Regions from separate parts of the Mus musculus genome. Here regions 2, 3, 4 and 5 are each linked to region 1. Evidence: chromatin contacts called from public Hi-C, promoter capture Hi-C and targeted proximity ligation data. All regions are on one chromosome and are shown on one strand. The core of a region is the stretch at or near the end of the contact, and the rest is flanking DNA. Distances in the headings are between cores, read along the strand shown.

The links. Promoter capture Hi-C pulls out the DNA fragments that hold promoters and counts their contacts. Hi-C and Micro-C count contacts between places; a contact is called where the count stands out from the background.
Region 2: a Hi-C map of the C2C12 cell line shows a contact between it and region 1, with 2.8 times the contacts expected there. A contact is called at or near these places in 5 of 39 promoter capture datasets (the 3T3-L1 cell line, hippocampal neurons, liver and 1 more), 1 of 484 Hi-C or Micro-C datasets (the C2C12 cell line), 5 of 130 datasets of targeted methods (the NIH/3T3 cell line, bone marrow-derived macrophages, large pre-B cells and 1 more) and 3 of 9 other capture datasets (adipose tissue, embryonic stem cells and pancreatic islet).
Region 3: a contact with region 1 is called in a promoter capture Hi-C map of hippocampal neurons, with 2.7 times the contacts expected there. A contact is called at or near these places in 3 of 39 promoter capture datasets (hippocampal neurons and liver), 2 of 130 datasets of targeted methods (bone marrow-derived macrophages and pancreatic cancer cells) and 1 of 9 other capture datasets (liver).
Region 4: a targeted proximity ligation map of embryonic stem cells shows a contact between it and region 1, with 3 times the contacts expected there. A contact is called at or near these places in 8 of 39 promoter capture datasets (the 3T3-L1 cell line, the C10 cell line, the SN4741 cell line and 4 more), 6 of 130 datasets of targeted methods (bone marrow-derived macrophages, embryonic stem cells and forebrain) and 3 of 9 other capture datasets (adipose tissue, embryonic stem cells and macrophages).
Region 5: a Hi-C map of neural progenitor cells shows a contact between it and region 1, with 2.4 times the contacts expected there. A contact is called at or near these places in 6 of 39 promoter capture datasets (the C10 cell line, the SN4741 cell line, embryonic stem cells and 2 more), 3 of 484 Hi-C or Micro-C datasets (bone marrow-derived macrophages, nephron progenitors and neural progenitor cells), 5 of 130 datasets of targeted methods (the 230-238 cell line, bone marrow-derived macrophages, large pre-B cells and 1 more) and 1 of 9 other capture datasets (embryonic stem cells).

What each region holds. Positions count from the first base shown.
Region 1 is chr19:21,777,066-21,779,841 of GRCm38.p6, reverse strand. It overlaps Cemip2 (cell migration inducing hyaluronidase 2), which reads right to left and starts at 1,502. Exons shown (of 24, transcript NM_001033759.2): 1 at 1,056-1,502.
Region 2 is chr19:22,177,934-22,180,633 of GRCm38.p6, reverse strand. It overlaps a transcript of Trpm3 not described here. Among named protein-coding and RNA genes, the nearest start is that of Trpm3, 270 kb to the left of the region's middle.
Region 3 is chr19:21,471,241-21,473,940 of GRCm38.p6, reverse strand. It overlaps Gda (guanine deaminase), which reads left to right and starts at 1,280. Exons shown (of 14, transcript NM_010266.2): 1 at 1,280-1,573. The coding sequence starts at 1,451.
Region 4 is chr19:22,108,449-22,111,328 of GRCm38.p6, reverse strand. No RefSeq gene overlaps it. Among named protein-coding and RNA genes, the nearest start is that of Cemip2, 330 kb to the right of the region's middle.
Region 5 is chr19:22,080,248-22,082,947 of GRCm38.p6, reverse strand. No RefSeq gene overlaps it. Among named protein-coding and RNA genes, the nearest start is that of Cemip2, 300 kb to the right of the region's middle.

The DNA of each region.
Region 1 (2,776 bases), core at 253-2,752:
ACAGATAAGCCTGGTTGCAATGGGAATTCAGGCTTCCCTTAAGCTTTGATGAAACTCTTCTCCTGCCTCCTCTTCCTCTAAATTTTCTTTTTACTGGTAAGAGCCCTTAAGACTTCTGCAGCCCTTCAACATGTGCAACTGTGTAGCATCAGACTAGTCACCAGCACAAGGGAGTCAGTCCAACACACTGTGTGGTTCAGGAGCAGATGGAAGTTCCTAAAAGACAGGCACTCTACCTTTAACCCCAACTGCAGAAGAAAGGAGATGTGTCAAAAGTCTGTTCTCCTAACCTTCGGCGGAGAATTTAAGGGGAGTGTTTCTGCTCCACAGGGGGTCTGGTGACAAACACCAGCCCCCCAGCAGAGACCTTGGTTTTATTGCTAGAGGGCAGTAAGTAGTATTACGTGAAGCACCTCAGGGTACTCGCAGTGAGAACCCCATTCTTTGCCAGGACCTCCCAACTCTGCCAAGGAACTGTGGTGAGTGAGGTCCTGTGCTAAAAACTGGTCCCCAGCTTTAAAGATGCCCAGATTCTGAAACTGCGCCTTACCACACGGAGCAGGGTCACACCAACTCAGGGGAACAGTAGGAGACAAAGATCCACACTCCCCCCCAAACTTTACACAAGCGTGCTCTTGTAGACGCCAAGGCTCCACAATGCACATTCCATCAATCTTTCACTGCGGTCCGCGTCCCCCACGCAGCCTTTCCAGAAACTTTAGGGCTGTTCACACCGACTTTAAAAGACCCATTGTTAACCTCCCCGGGAACACAAAGTGGATGAAAAGGGGATCAAACCTCTATTCCTAAGGACCCCTTTTCATGGAAGAAGGTTGAGTCTCGGGGCGCTATGTATGGGAGAACTCCGGCGGGAAGGCGCCGGCAAAGGCGGACGCTGGAACCCACAGGATGTTGTGCTTCTCGGCAAAAAAACGCCAGCACAGGGACAGCCAGGCCTCCAGGACGCCAAGGTGCGCAAGTCGGGTCTGCGCCCTCCGGGCCCTTGGGACCGCCAAGGAGGCGGGGCTGGGCACCCGGGACTAGAGGAGCCTTACCTTCCCCTCCCCCTCCTGGCGTCGGTCTACTCAGGTGTCTACGCGATGGCCAGAGGAGCAGGAGCGGGAGCAGAGCTCCTGGAGTCCCCGCGTGCAGATCTCCTCTCCATGGCCAGGAACCCGCGTCCCGCTGCCGCTCTGAATTCAGCGGCAACCTACGCCGGAGGAGAAGCAGTCGGGGCCGGGGAGTAACGCTCCTCCCTCCGCCTTCGCGGCCACCTCCTCCAGCCAGCCCGGCTTGGCGCTCTTGGATCCTTCCCTCCCGGAGGAAGAGGAGGGGAATCGCCGTCCGGGCGGCGCGAGCCTGTGCGGCTCCGAGACAATAGCGGCAGGCAGGGCGCGTTCCCGAGCCGCGCAGGTCCCCGGTTCGGCGGGCGCCGCGGCTCGCTAGGGTCCCTCTAATCAGCCTCCGGCCACACAAGCGCCGGCTCGGCTGGGCCGAGAGTGCTGCGGATTGGGCAGGCGGCCCCGAGCTAGGGAGGCGGGTCAAAGGCGGGGTGGGCGGGGCCTGTTGTCAGAGGGACGAGACCTGCGGAGGCTCCGCCCACCACAAGCTGCAGACGAAGGCTCAGCGCCTCCAGCTGCCTTCAGCAGGAAGGACGCCCGCCAACACCGTCGGCGGCCAGGGTTTCCCAGCGGCTCCTTGACCTTCGGCTACAGATGACTACCTGGGAGTTCAGGAAAAGCAGCGGGCCTGAACCTGAGTCTGTGTACCTCATCATCCCAGCTGAGTCTGATACTGCTTTTTTTGTCACCTCTTGACAAAGTCGACCTGAGCCTGCACCCCTCATCACTCGAAACTGAACCTGCATCTTCTCGGGTCTAGCCAGGCTGCTGAACCCCTATTACCACCACCACCACCACCCCACACACACACACACACACCACCACCACCACCACCACCACCACCACCACCACCCACACACACACACACACCACCACCACCACCACCACCACCACCACCCCTGAGACACACACACACAGGGTTGAACTCTTTTCTCTTCCTTTATCATCCAATAGCTGAGTTCGACATCTTTTATCGCTCCGGAATGAAGCTGACTCGGCATAGCAGTATATTCCCCCAATAATATCCCGCAAGCCCCCCACCTCACTCAAAACTTTCTGAGCCTCGGGTCCTGGCGCCTCGACTGCCCCCACCTGGCCAACAAGGAAGCTGGATTCGTAGCCCTCTCAGCAGAGTCAGTGTGTTCTTGACTTCAGACCGTTGTCCAGTTCTGGTTAGGAGCTTGGAGCAGCCCCAGCATCTCACACTAAGGCCAGAATAAATATACCTAGGCCTGGTCACGCCTTCTGGCCACGCTACTCTAGAGTGGCTGAAGCTTGCAGGAGGCGGAGATGCAACACTGAAAACCAATCCTCAGCCCACCCTACTGCAGAATATACTGGCCGGGTGGCATGAGTAGCCCTGCCACCACCCGGTCCCCTGGAGGAAGTTGCTCTGGCAGAGGAAAAGCCTTTCCTGCAGCAAAGGGCGCGACCTGGCTTGGTCCGTCAGACCACGAGGTCAGGAGCTAATGACAGCTGCCAGATTGCCAAATCCGGACAGTCATCATCCTCTATTTAATTCGGAGTTGGACGTGTCGCCTCTGGGGAACTGTTTCATTGAATACTGTACAGGCAGGATTGTTCATTTTTCAGGCTCACTGTTGTTTGTCTGTCTGTTTGTTTATTTGTTTGTTTTCTCCCCCTTCCAGTAAAAA
Region 2 (2,700 bases), core at 149-2,648, 400 kb before region 1:
ACCTGTGGGTTGAGTATCAAAGAGAAGGATGAAGAGACTTGGAGGAAGAGTGGTGAACCTCTAATATAAATCTGAATCCTCCCTCAATGGTCCACCAAGCTGACCAGGTCCACACAAGGAGAGACTTACCTGCAGATGCTGAAAGTCCGGGCTGCACATTTCTGTTCATGCGCATACCTGGAAGCTCTTTATATTATTTCATTTCCAACTCCACACAGCAATTCTGTTACTAACATGGTTCTGGTACAATGGCTTGGAGTAAACAAATTCCAAATGGCTTTGGATGTTAAACAGTTGGCAACAGTACACCACAGCACATTCAGATCACCAAGTTCCATGGAGACCAACATGTGACAGACATAGCAACACGACAATGAATTCTCTCTTTTCACACATGAAAGATGATTTGTGCTAAAATCCAGAAATGTACTATCCAGGATTCATATTCTTCTAAAGGATTCAAGGTAGTCCACAGGTGTCTGAACCCTGCTTTGTAATTCTGAAAAAGTTTTCTGTGCTTGGGTATATGTGCCTTTTTCTGACAATAGACCCACTGGTTTCCTTAAACCTTTAAATACATGTAGAAATTTAAGATATTAGAAACAACTACTGAACAACAAAATAATCAAGACACCAGAGTTCACTGAACATAAGAGGTTTCTTACAGCTAACAAATAAACGAATAATTTCACTGGACTTATTCTTTCATGTAAAATATTTTGAATATTTTGTTACTAATGCATAGCAAATATGCCTATAATATATATGTAAAATAACTTCATAATTTTAAATGCAAATAATCAAAAAAGTAAACTGTATATAATAACTACATAGAGTATATAACTCCAGCCATAAAAACATTTAAAAAGACTTTAATTCCAAAATGCTTGTCATTTTTCAAATATTCATAAAGTAATTCACATTGAGTAAATATTATTCATAGTTTATAAAGACACATAAAGATGACAAAGTCTCTGCATAATTGCAAAGCTATTTCCCTGTGTGGACATATTAGTCAGCCAAAATTATCCCACTCTCAGATTTCTTTTGAAGACTCATCAGTCTGAGTTTGGTCTCTTGGTGCCTGTACTGTCTTCAGATACCTCAGCCTTTATTATGACACAGGTTATGATTATGACACTGATTCTTTTCCTCTAATTTACTACAAAGAGTTCTTCTAGAATTTAGAAATAATTTTAACTTGTCCAACTTGTCCTATGAAAGCACTCAAGTCACCCTACTCTGCCCAAAAGGACACAACAAATCTGTCACCTCCTCCCACTTGGCACCATGAGCTCTTCTTTGAAAAGCCAAAAAAGCAATACAGCCCTGGATACAATACAGCACATGCCAGCAGCAGCTCACAACTCTGACAGGACAAGAATTGGCCAAGCTGCATGGGGTGGCAGAACCCTGCTCAGAGGGCACTGATATCATCCAGTAATCAAGGGCTGAGCCTGCTAGGCCTCCTGCAACAACCACTCACATGCCTCTGGTTGAAGGCTGTGCTACCCTAGTGCCAATAGCATTTCTGCCAAGATGTGTAGACCTATCTTGGTCTTTCCACCCCATCCCACTCTCCTGCATGACTCCGACCCAGATCCGTCATCTCAGTGACTCTTCCCACAAACATGTCAGCACATCCCTCATCGGTATTCCCATCCCTTGTATATACAATTTGGCATTTAACTATAGGTTTTGCTATAAAATAGAGCTAGCAACTTCATATGTAAATGCTGTCTTTACCAAAGCACTGTGGGATCCTGATACATCTTCGAAATGGGAAATTCTAAGGCCTCTATCTATTATAGAAAGTAGATTATATAGAAAAAGTCAGATATTGCAAAACCTTTTGATTTTCTCAAGAGAGAATTCTAAAAACAACACCCCCATGCTGAGTCATGCTATGATGTTGTTCAGTCTAGCTCCCTGTCCGTAACAGCTATGGCATTTCACTCAGGAAACACCGTTGCCAAAGTAAAAGATCAAATGTCATTAACTATTTTCCTGCAATCCCACCAACAATGGAGGAGTGTTCCTCTTTCTCCACATCCTCGCCAGCATCTGCTGTCACCTGAATTTTTGATCTTAGACATTCTGACTGGTGTGAGGTGGAATCTTAGGGTTGTTTTGATTTGCATTTCCCTGATGATTAAGGATGTTGAACATTTTTTCAGGTGCTTCTCTGCCATTCGGTATTCCTCAGGTGAGAATTCTTTGTTCAGTTCTGAGCCCCATTTTTTAATGGGGTTGTTTGATTTTCTGAAGTCCACCTTCTTGAGTTCTTTATATATGTTGGATATTAGTCCCCTATCTGATTTAGGATAGGTAAAGATCCTTTCCCAATCTGTTGGTGGTCTCTTTGTCTTATTGACGGTGTCTTTTGCCTTGCAGAAACTTTGGAGTTTCATTAGGTCCCATTTGTCAATTCTCGATCTTACAGCACAAGCCATTGCTGTTCTGTTCAGGAATTTTTCCCCTGTGCCCATATCTTCAAGGCTTTTCCCCACTTTCTCCTCTATAAGTTTCAGTGTCTCTGGTTTTATGTGAAGTTCTTTGATCCATTTAGATTTGACCTTAGTACAAGGAGATAAGTATGGATCGATTCGCATTCTTCTACATGATAACAACCAGTTGTGCCAGCACCAATTGTTGAAAATGCTGTCTTTCTTCCACTGGATGGTTTTAGCTCCCTTGTCG
Region 3 (2,700 bases), core at 31-2,530, 310 kb after region 1:
CTAATTACAGGGCTCATCCCTGACAAAGACTGACTCGCCTTCTCAGCCCTCATTAATTGCCTGTAGCACTTCATCTGGAGAGGTCTTGTGGGATTTCCCGATACCAAGCTTGATTGTCAGCTAATGTTAGTGCTCAGGTGTAGCCTCGTGTAGGCTACTATGTTATTGAGATCACATGGTGCAGTTTTCCTGCATATAGAAGACACAATCTGGAGGGAATTTAGTAGGAAGAGTGGGGGTAGTGAGTAAATATGATCAAAATACATTGTAAAAAATGATCAAAGGAATAAAATATTAACATTAAAAAGAAATGGTAATAAACATATGGGAGAAAATGACACTCTTAAGGATGGATATGACCAGTGAAGGAAAAGGATGGATTCCTGGGACGGGAACTTCTGGATAGGGGGAAGTTAGCTCTTGGGCAGGGGCAGTTACTGCATGGAGTTACAACTTAAGGCAAAGCAATGAAGAGAGGCTGCCCCATTTAGATTCAGAGCAAGCCCATTGCTGTGGGGAGCAGCAGAGGAAACCTGGGATCCACACTTTGAAGGTAACCAGAAAGTCCTGCCTGCAGGACCTAACTCGAGGAGCTGGAGGCTGTTGTGGGGGGAGGGAACCTGGACAGGTTTTGTAGTGACTTGGCCCAGGTTCTGATTTCATGAAAGGAATGGAAGACCTCAGACTGTTTGGTAGCTTGCAGGTGGTCTTTAGATTTCTACCCTTGTACTTCAGCTGCTGGGAACTTCATTTTCTCCTCTTTTACAACTGAATAAATAAAATTAGTTTCCTCAGACACAAGACAAGTTAGTCGTGGTATTGTATGTGGATGGGCAAAAGGACTAAAATATTGACCTCGGTGGAAGAGAGGGACTTTGAGATCTAGATTAACCCTTGGTGCTGGAGATCCCTGTAAAGTTCCACATAAGTCAAGCTTCCAGAACCCCAGCAAACAATGAACACATAGTATGCATCCTTCAATCTCAGGAAAGGAAACTGGCCACAAGGTGTACAGCTCAAAGTGACCTTTCACCTGTCACCACGTTTATGCAAGTTCAGAATTCTGGTGCTCAAGTTGAGGGGATGAACGGTCCTAGGAGTATAGAAGGCTCAGAGAAGACAGTGTAGGTGCACAACGAAAGCAAGTCAGAGTGGCTTGATTTCGATAACTCAAGGAGTTAACACATCCAAAACCAACGCAGGGGTGGGGAGGAAAGCCACACCCCAAGGGAGCTGGAGCCAACTCAGAGGAGAAAAATCCTATTGGCATCCAGGAGGCAGGGAGCCAGCCCCTGGGCGCGGCCTGCAGGGGGCAGGCGATCGCCTGGGGAAGCGGGGGCAGAACGAGCCCCAAGAGCCAGCAGCTCCCGCTCCGCAGCCGCAGGAACCGCTCTGCGCCCGCCCGGTGCGCCCTCCTTGGCCAGTGAACTCGCGCTGCCCTGCTGCAGCCATGTGTGCGGCTCGGACGCCGCCGCTGGCGCTCGTCTTCCGAGGGACTTTCGTCCACTCCACCTGGACCTGCCCCATGGAGGTGCTTCGCGATCACCTCCTCGGCGTGAGCGACAGCGGCAAAGTGAGTGGGCACCGGGTCCCGCGCACCGCGGACAGGTGGAGGGACCCTGGCGAGGCACTGCGCGTTCAGGGTTCGCTCCTGTAGAGCGAGCACGGTGGCTCCAGAGTTGAACTTTAGCGTTTGGCTTCTAGAGAAGGCAGACTGACTGATCACTAGGTTTGTAACCTGGCTAGGGCGGAATGACATCCCAGAAGCCTGGAACAGTACTCGCACCGCACTGTAGGCATCCCTAGAAAAGGTGGTTGAATTTCTTGAGACAGAGCTGACCAGGGTGGCGTGGGGATCAGTTGATTAGTGTTGTCTGCTGAATTTATCAGGTAGAATAAGCAAAAACATCTGGTCTCATTCGCAGGCTCTTTCATCAAACAATGCATTAACACTACATGTTACACAAGTTTAATCTTGGAAGGGACAGAACTGGAAAATCTGTCTCTGTCTCTGTCTTCTCTGTCTCTCTGTCTCTCTCTCTCTCTCTCTCTCTCTCTCTCTCTCTCTCACACACACACACACACACACACACACAACACAGCCATTTGAATCAAAACAAACGGTTTCATTTTAAGGTTCAAAATGCCTTCTATGATTATAGCTTTTATACCCTCCCCCTACAATTAGATTTCCACAAGTGTCCTTTGATACCTGGCACTTCTTTGTCCACCCAGATGGTGACAGTGTACATTAGTAACATCCTGGCCAGTTTGATAAGTGAAGTCATTTCATTTTGGGGGCAGAATGGGATTTTTAATTGTTTCTCAAAGTATACCAGTCTGTGGTCTGCCAAGTTGAAGATGCTGTCATTGACCATGCTGAATTATGACTTAGATTTGGGAGTAACCAAACCTGATATTCTTAAAGATTTTTAAAAATGTGTGTGTGTGTGTACATACTCAAAGTAGCATGTGTGGTCAGAGAGCAACGTGTTCTCTTTGTTGGTTCTCTCCTTAATCCCCATGGATTCCAGGAACTGAATCCAGGTCCTCAGGCTTGGTGACAAGCACCTTGGTGACAAGTACTTTTTACATGCTGAGCCACCACACAGGCTCCCAATCTTGTTTTCTTGTGGGACTTGATTTTTTTTTTTTTTTGCTGTTGTTGTTGTTGGTACATTGGGAAGCAGGATGTTGCGT
Region 4 (2,880 bases), core at 154-2,653, 330 kb before region 1:
AGAAGTCCAGCCAGGCAGCCTGGAGACTGAGCCCAGAGCCTCATAGCAGCACTATACAACTGAGCTATGTCCTTAGCCCTGAATAATTTATATATTATTTATTTTTTCATAATTTATTGAATGACTATTTACTATAAGCACAACAACATGCTAGCAGTCCAATTACTAGCAGTGATATAAATAAAACATCTTTTGTGGTCTGTGTCTCTAACTTGCCCTAGCTCCTAGCTCAGTGACTTGGGGGAGAGCTGGTTTTCTTTTATATACTTGCTACAGACCACCCCTGTGGAAAGCGGCAGAAAGAATCCAATTCACCTGTTTAATCAAAATGGTGGGAGAAGTATTTACCAAGGGTATTTGTTGAGAAAACAATTTCTTTGAGTGGAAAGTCTGCATCAGATTGGGCCTAAGTAGCTTTGGCTACCCATCATTCTTAGCTCAGTGTGGCTGAACCCTGGTTCAATTATTGCCTGATGGGGTATTCTGAAGATGTGTTTTCTACACTAGTACTTTCTAAAGTTGTATGTTAAGTTTAAAAATTTAAAACAATAACATAGCTTGCAAGTCCAGAATAGAGCTTTGTCTGCAGATGTAGTGAGCAATGCGGACTAGTGTTGTGGGGAAATATTTAAAAAACAATCCATGCTACAGGATGGCCTGTTCTCATCTTGGCAGACTCTCTGACCCTGAACTCCAAAATCTCTCCACCAGACTGGCTAAGTTCCTGTGGCAGGTCATTGCCATGCCAGCCGTACACTTCCAAATTCCAACAACCTTTTGGGGTACACTTCTCGCAAAGCCTCACTTTGCCGTCATGCCTTTCTCTCTGGAACCCAGTTGAGTAACCAAGGGAAGGAAAACAGCACATAAACTTAGTACAGAATTAACAGGTAACACAATCACTGGGCGCAACAACTAGTATCCTAATGTGTAAGCCATTCTAAGTTAAATCCTCCGGTAGTGGATCTCACAGATCCGCCACCTAAACTGATTCCATATCCTACATTTTGGCCTCCACCTGTCTCCTGTCCAAAAACCTGTCTATTAGCTGGGCAGTGGTGGCGCACGCCTTTAGTCCTAGCTCTTGGGAGGCAGAGGCAGGCAGATTTCTGAGTTTGAGGTCAGCCTGGTCTACAGAGTGAGTTCCAGGACAGCCAAGGCTACACAGAGAAACCCTGACTAGAAAAAAAAAAAAAATCCCCCAAACAAAAAACAAACAAACCAAAAAAATCCGTCCCTTTTTTCTGCCTCCCCTCTTCCTCAATTCCACCAGGAAGTCCCACCTATTACTCGAACAGTGATTGGTCCCCTGAAATCTTTATTCATTAGGGAAGGGTTCTCCTGAAATCACCTGAGTTATGTGACTCACTCCTCATCCTAGGTAGCCCCTCTTGGGAAGGCAGAATTAGCATCAAAATACAAATAACACCAGGGCTACCCACAACAGATTTGCCCTAGCACAATGGATAAGCTAGGCTAAGAGTTTGAGGGAAGCCATGCCTTGAAAAATCAGTCCAGAGTGAGGCTTCCTTCATACTTCCTGACATAAGACACCTGTGACCTCCCTTGTATCTACTTACTTTTTAAGGCTTTAAAAGGAACATTACCCAGATTGTCCTTCCTTAAAAAGGAATTCTTGTGTTGGGCGTGGCGGCGGCACACATCTTTAATCCCAGTGTGAGATGGGCAGAGGCAGACTGATTTCTGAGTTCAAGGCTAGCATTATCTACAGAGTTACTTCTTCTAGGGCAGCTAGGGCTACACATAGAAGAGCCACTGCCTCAAATAGATGATAGATAAATTCTTAGGAGTAAGCTGTAGTTCATACTGGGCTGTGACTGATAAGTTTCAATGGAATACTCACTGTTTACATAAGAAAATTAAAAAAAAAAATCCAGAAAAGTCACAATGACTGCCATTTCAAGGGATTTTTAGATAACGCGTTTTCTAAGATACATTTTAAAGGATAATTGAAACTTCTCTCCAAACCCAGCCTATATGTTATGAAATGATTAAATGGATCGCATTGTGTAAGCCTTGACTAAACAAATGAAGTATCAACGCAACAGCTCAGTATATTATCAATTAATGATCTAGAAAGTGTGCGCCATCATTACTATCTGCATGGCTTCTGGCCCAGTAACATTAACATGATCATAAATTTGATAAAGGAGTAATTGCCTGCTTTCCGTTGTTACTATTTTTATATGCTCATGGATTGTAACAGCTGCCTTATTCACACTCACACCTACACACACGCATTCCAGCAACATATGCCACTTCTGTCCAGTCACAAGTCAGTAATTGGCTCTCCTAGGACCCATTTATAAAAGCTAGAAACCTGAAATCCACTTTGATCCCTTTCTGTTCGCCATCCAAATGCATCCTCACATTCCCCAAGTCTTGAAAAATCCTGCCAATCCACCATTCCCTTCACTCCTGCCTGGATTACCTCGGAGACCACCATTCTTCCCGTCTGCCCTATCCAGTGTACTAAGATGAGGTTTCTAACATGCAAACATGAACGTATAAGGGTAGCTCTTTTCCCTTCTGATGAAACTGAAACTCATGACTCGACACATTGGTTAAGTACTTCAAGAAACAACTGACCACTGTTTCAGTGCTTCCTCTGTCTACTCTGCCCTTTGTAATTCTAGTTTCAGCTCCACTGCACTTCGGGGTTCTGGAGAACTCTGAGTTGAGGGTCCTGCCATCCTCTTGCTTACAACACTCTTCTTCCTCCTATTTGCCTTGGTTTGTTAAAAAGCTGTTTCACTCTTTGAGTCTTGGCTTGAATGTCCCTTCCCTGTAACTCTTTTTGGAGACCTAAATCCAGATTATGTTTCTCCCTTTTGCTGTGGGCCCTACATCTTCTTCATT
Region 5 (2,700 bases), core at 33-2,532, 300 kb before region 1:
TCCCTGCTTGATTAGCACAGGTTAAACATGTCCTTCTGCTGGATTTCACAGTCCCCGCCCTATCTACATAGCTACTTTATCTGAGTAGCAAATAAATACTCTCACCATGATCATCACATGAATTCCAGGGAGGACATATACCATTTAACGATGTCAGTCAATCGACCCACGTAAGATTAATAATTGATAAGCACTACAGTGGTGTAGATCCAGTGGCCTGTAGATGCAGGAACATGCTGTACAAAGAGTTCCTAGGAAAGTTCTTGAGAAATGTAGATCTCACATATTCATTTAGCAAATATCCCCCTGGCCATGGGGGAATATTCATTAAAAGCTATTTAGTTATTCAGTTTTACCCTTCCATATGTTTCCTGCTAAATCTCTGACTCACAGCTTAAAAGCTTTGAAAAAATAACAAGGAAGAAGAGAGGAAACATTACAAGGAATGAAGTGGTCATTTCCAATACGAACAACTTTAGAGGAACATCAAAACATAAATTTCATCAGAGATAAAGGCATAAAGATTGGGCATGCCAAATATTATACACAGCAATAGATGTGTTCTTTGCTTCTCATTGTCTTGGTTTTCCATCTTGTTTAAAAAGAAAATCCCATGCTGGTTAAAAAGAAGACAATGTGTGTGTTGGGTTCTCAAGCATTAGCAGCTGTGCTTATGTCCAATGCTTGTCAGGGCCAGAAGATTAAAAGCCCATGCATTCCTCAGCTTCATTGGCCTAGACATTGTAAAATGAGGACATTAGAATCCAGATAGTGCAGAATCTTGATCAAAGTGTTATCTATTATTAATCTTACATTGGTCAATTGACTGACATTGTTAGATGGTATTCTGTTCCAATATTTAACCATACTATGCACATGGCAAGCACTCTGCAAATTACCCGTAGAAAATGTGTATGTAAGGGAATGTTTAAATAGAAGGATGCTCTTCCCCAAGGCAATGCCATCAAACACTTGGATTCTAAGTGATCTTCAAAATCGTTAAAAGAGGAATGAACACACCTATATTCCACGAACCATGCCATTTGACTCACAGGCATTGCTATAAACAGAGAAATTGTTCTGTAAGGAATTTCACATTAATCAATAAAATGTATTTGGAGAGACATAAAATGAAAGAAGAATAGTGTTGACAAATAGCGAAAACTGTCTCCTTTTTACAAAGTCCCTTTGTTTGTTGTTGCTCTGGATCATTGCCTTGGTTACAGGAAGTAGAACAAGCTGATTTAGACACAAGCCAGTGCTGGAAATCCCTCCACGCAGGCAAATCCTGAGGAACAATCTCCACCCCCTACTCAAGTATCTAGGAGCCATCTGCTTTGGCATCCCAGCTCATTAGACGCCAGCAGCAGCATCTCCAGAGTTGAATCTTTTCATTCATTATTCAATTGGATATGTTTTGGTATAAAGGGTTGCCTGCATTCAAAACCTCTCTTTGAAATGAAAAATTCGTGGCTTTCACAAATGCTTAGCCATTTCTTATTCAAATATGTGCTCCACTTAAGAGATGTGCAAAAACATATTAATGAAAAATATGTTAACTGTTTTCCCTCTTTGAATTATATTTTATTAGCAAGATCTCTGAATACCGGATCTATAGCTGGTGTTTAACATACCCCATCCCAACTACTTAGATGACTCAAAATTTTCTTTCAAAAACAAAACAACAACAACAAAAACTGGTAAGCTTGATCATAGAAGTGGCAGAATCTAGAAAAATGTCTAATATATTTTAATACATTCAAAATAAGGCAAATAGGGTCTGTTCGTCATTTAACAACAAGTGATTGCATATAAATGCTATGGTGTGAGTCAAAATGAAAAGGCAGTGACTTAATGTTGCCATCAACACATACTAGTTTCCATAAAAGTTAGATTTACTTTTAAAAGATTATACACACTGGCATTCTCTTTGCTTGACACTCTGCTAATGATTGATTGACTGATTCTCCACTGGTAAGATGCATGCTTAGAAAGTCCAAATTGGATAATTTTATAAGTCAAACTATTATTTTGAATGTAAATACAAGGAAAAGAACTTAGAAAATCTGAAGATGCAAAGCTAGATTGTTTATTATTTTTCTTCTTGACATTAGAATTTACAAGCCAGAATGAAAGCTTATATAACAACCCTCCACAGGACCAAGGGGCTCCTCTCCCAGTGATGCCAGATAAGGCCATCCTCTGTTACATATCCAGCTGGAGCCACGGGTACCCCCTGTGTGTTCTTTGGTTGGTGGTTTAGTCCCTGGGAGCTTTGGGGAGTCTGGTTAGTTGATATTGTTCTTCTTACGGGGTTGAAACCCCCTTCAGCTCCTACAGTCCTTGCCCTAACTTCTCCATTGGGCAATGTTTGGCTGTGTACATCTGCATCTGTACTGGTCCAGTTCTGGCAGAGCCTCTCAGGGGACAGTTATACCAGCTCCTGTCAGTAAGCACTTCTTGGCATCAGCAACAGTGTCTGGGTTTGGTGTTAGCAGATGGAATGGATCCTTAGGTGGGGCAGTCTCTGGATGGCCTTTCCTTTAGTTACTGCTCCACCCTTTGTCCCTGCATTTTCTTTTAACAGTCGGAATTCTGGATTAATATTTTTTGAGGTGGGTGAGTGGCCTCATCCCTCAACTGGGGGCTGTGCCTATCCACTAGATATGGTCTCTATGGGTTCTATCTCCCCTTTGTTGG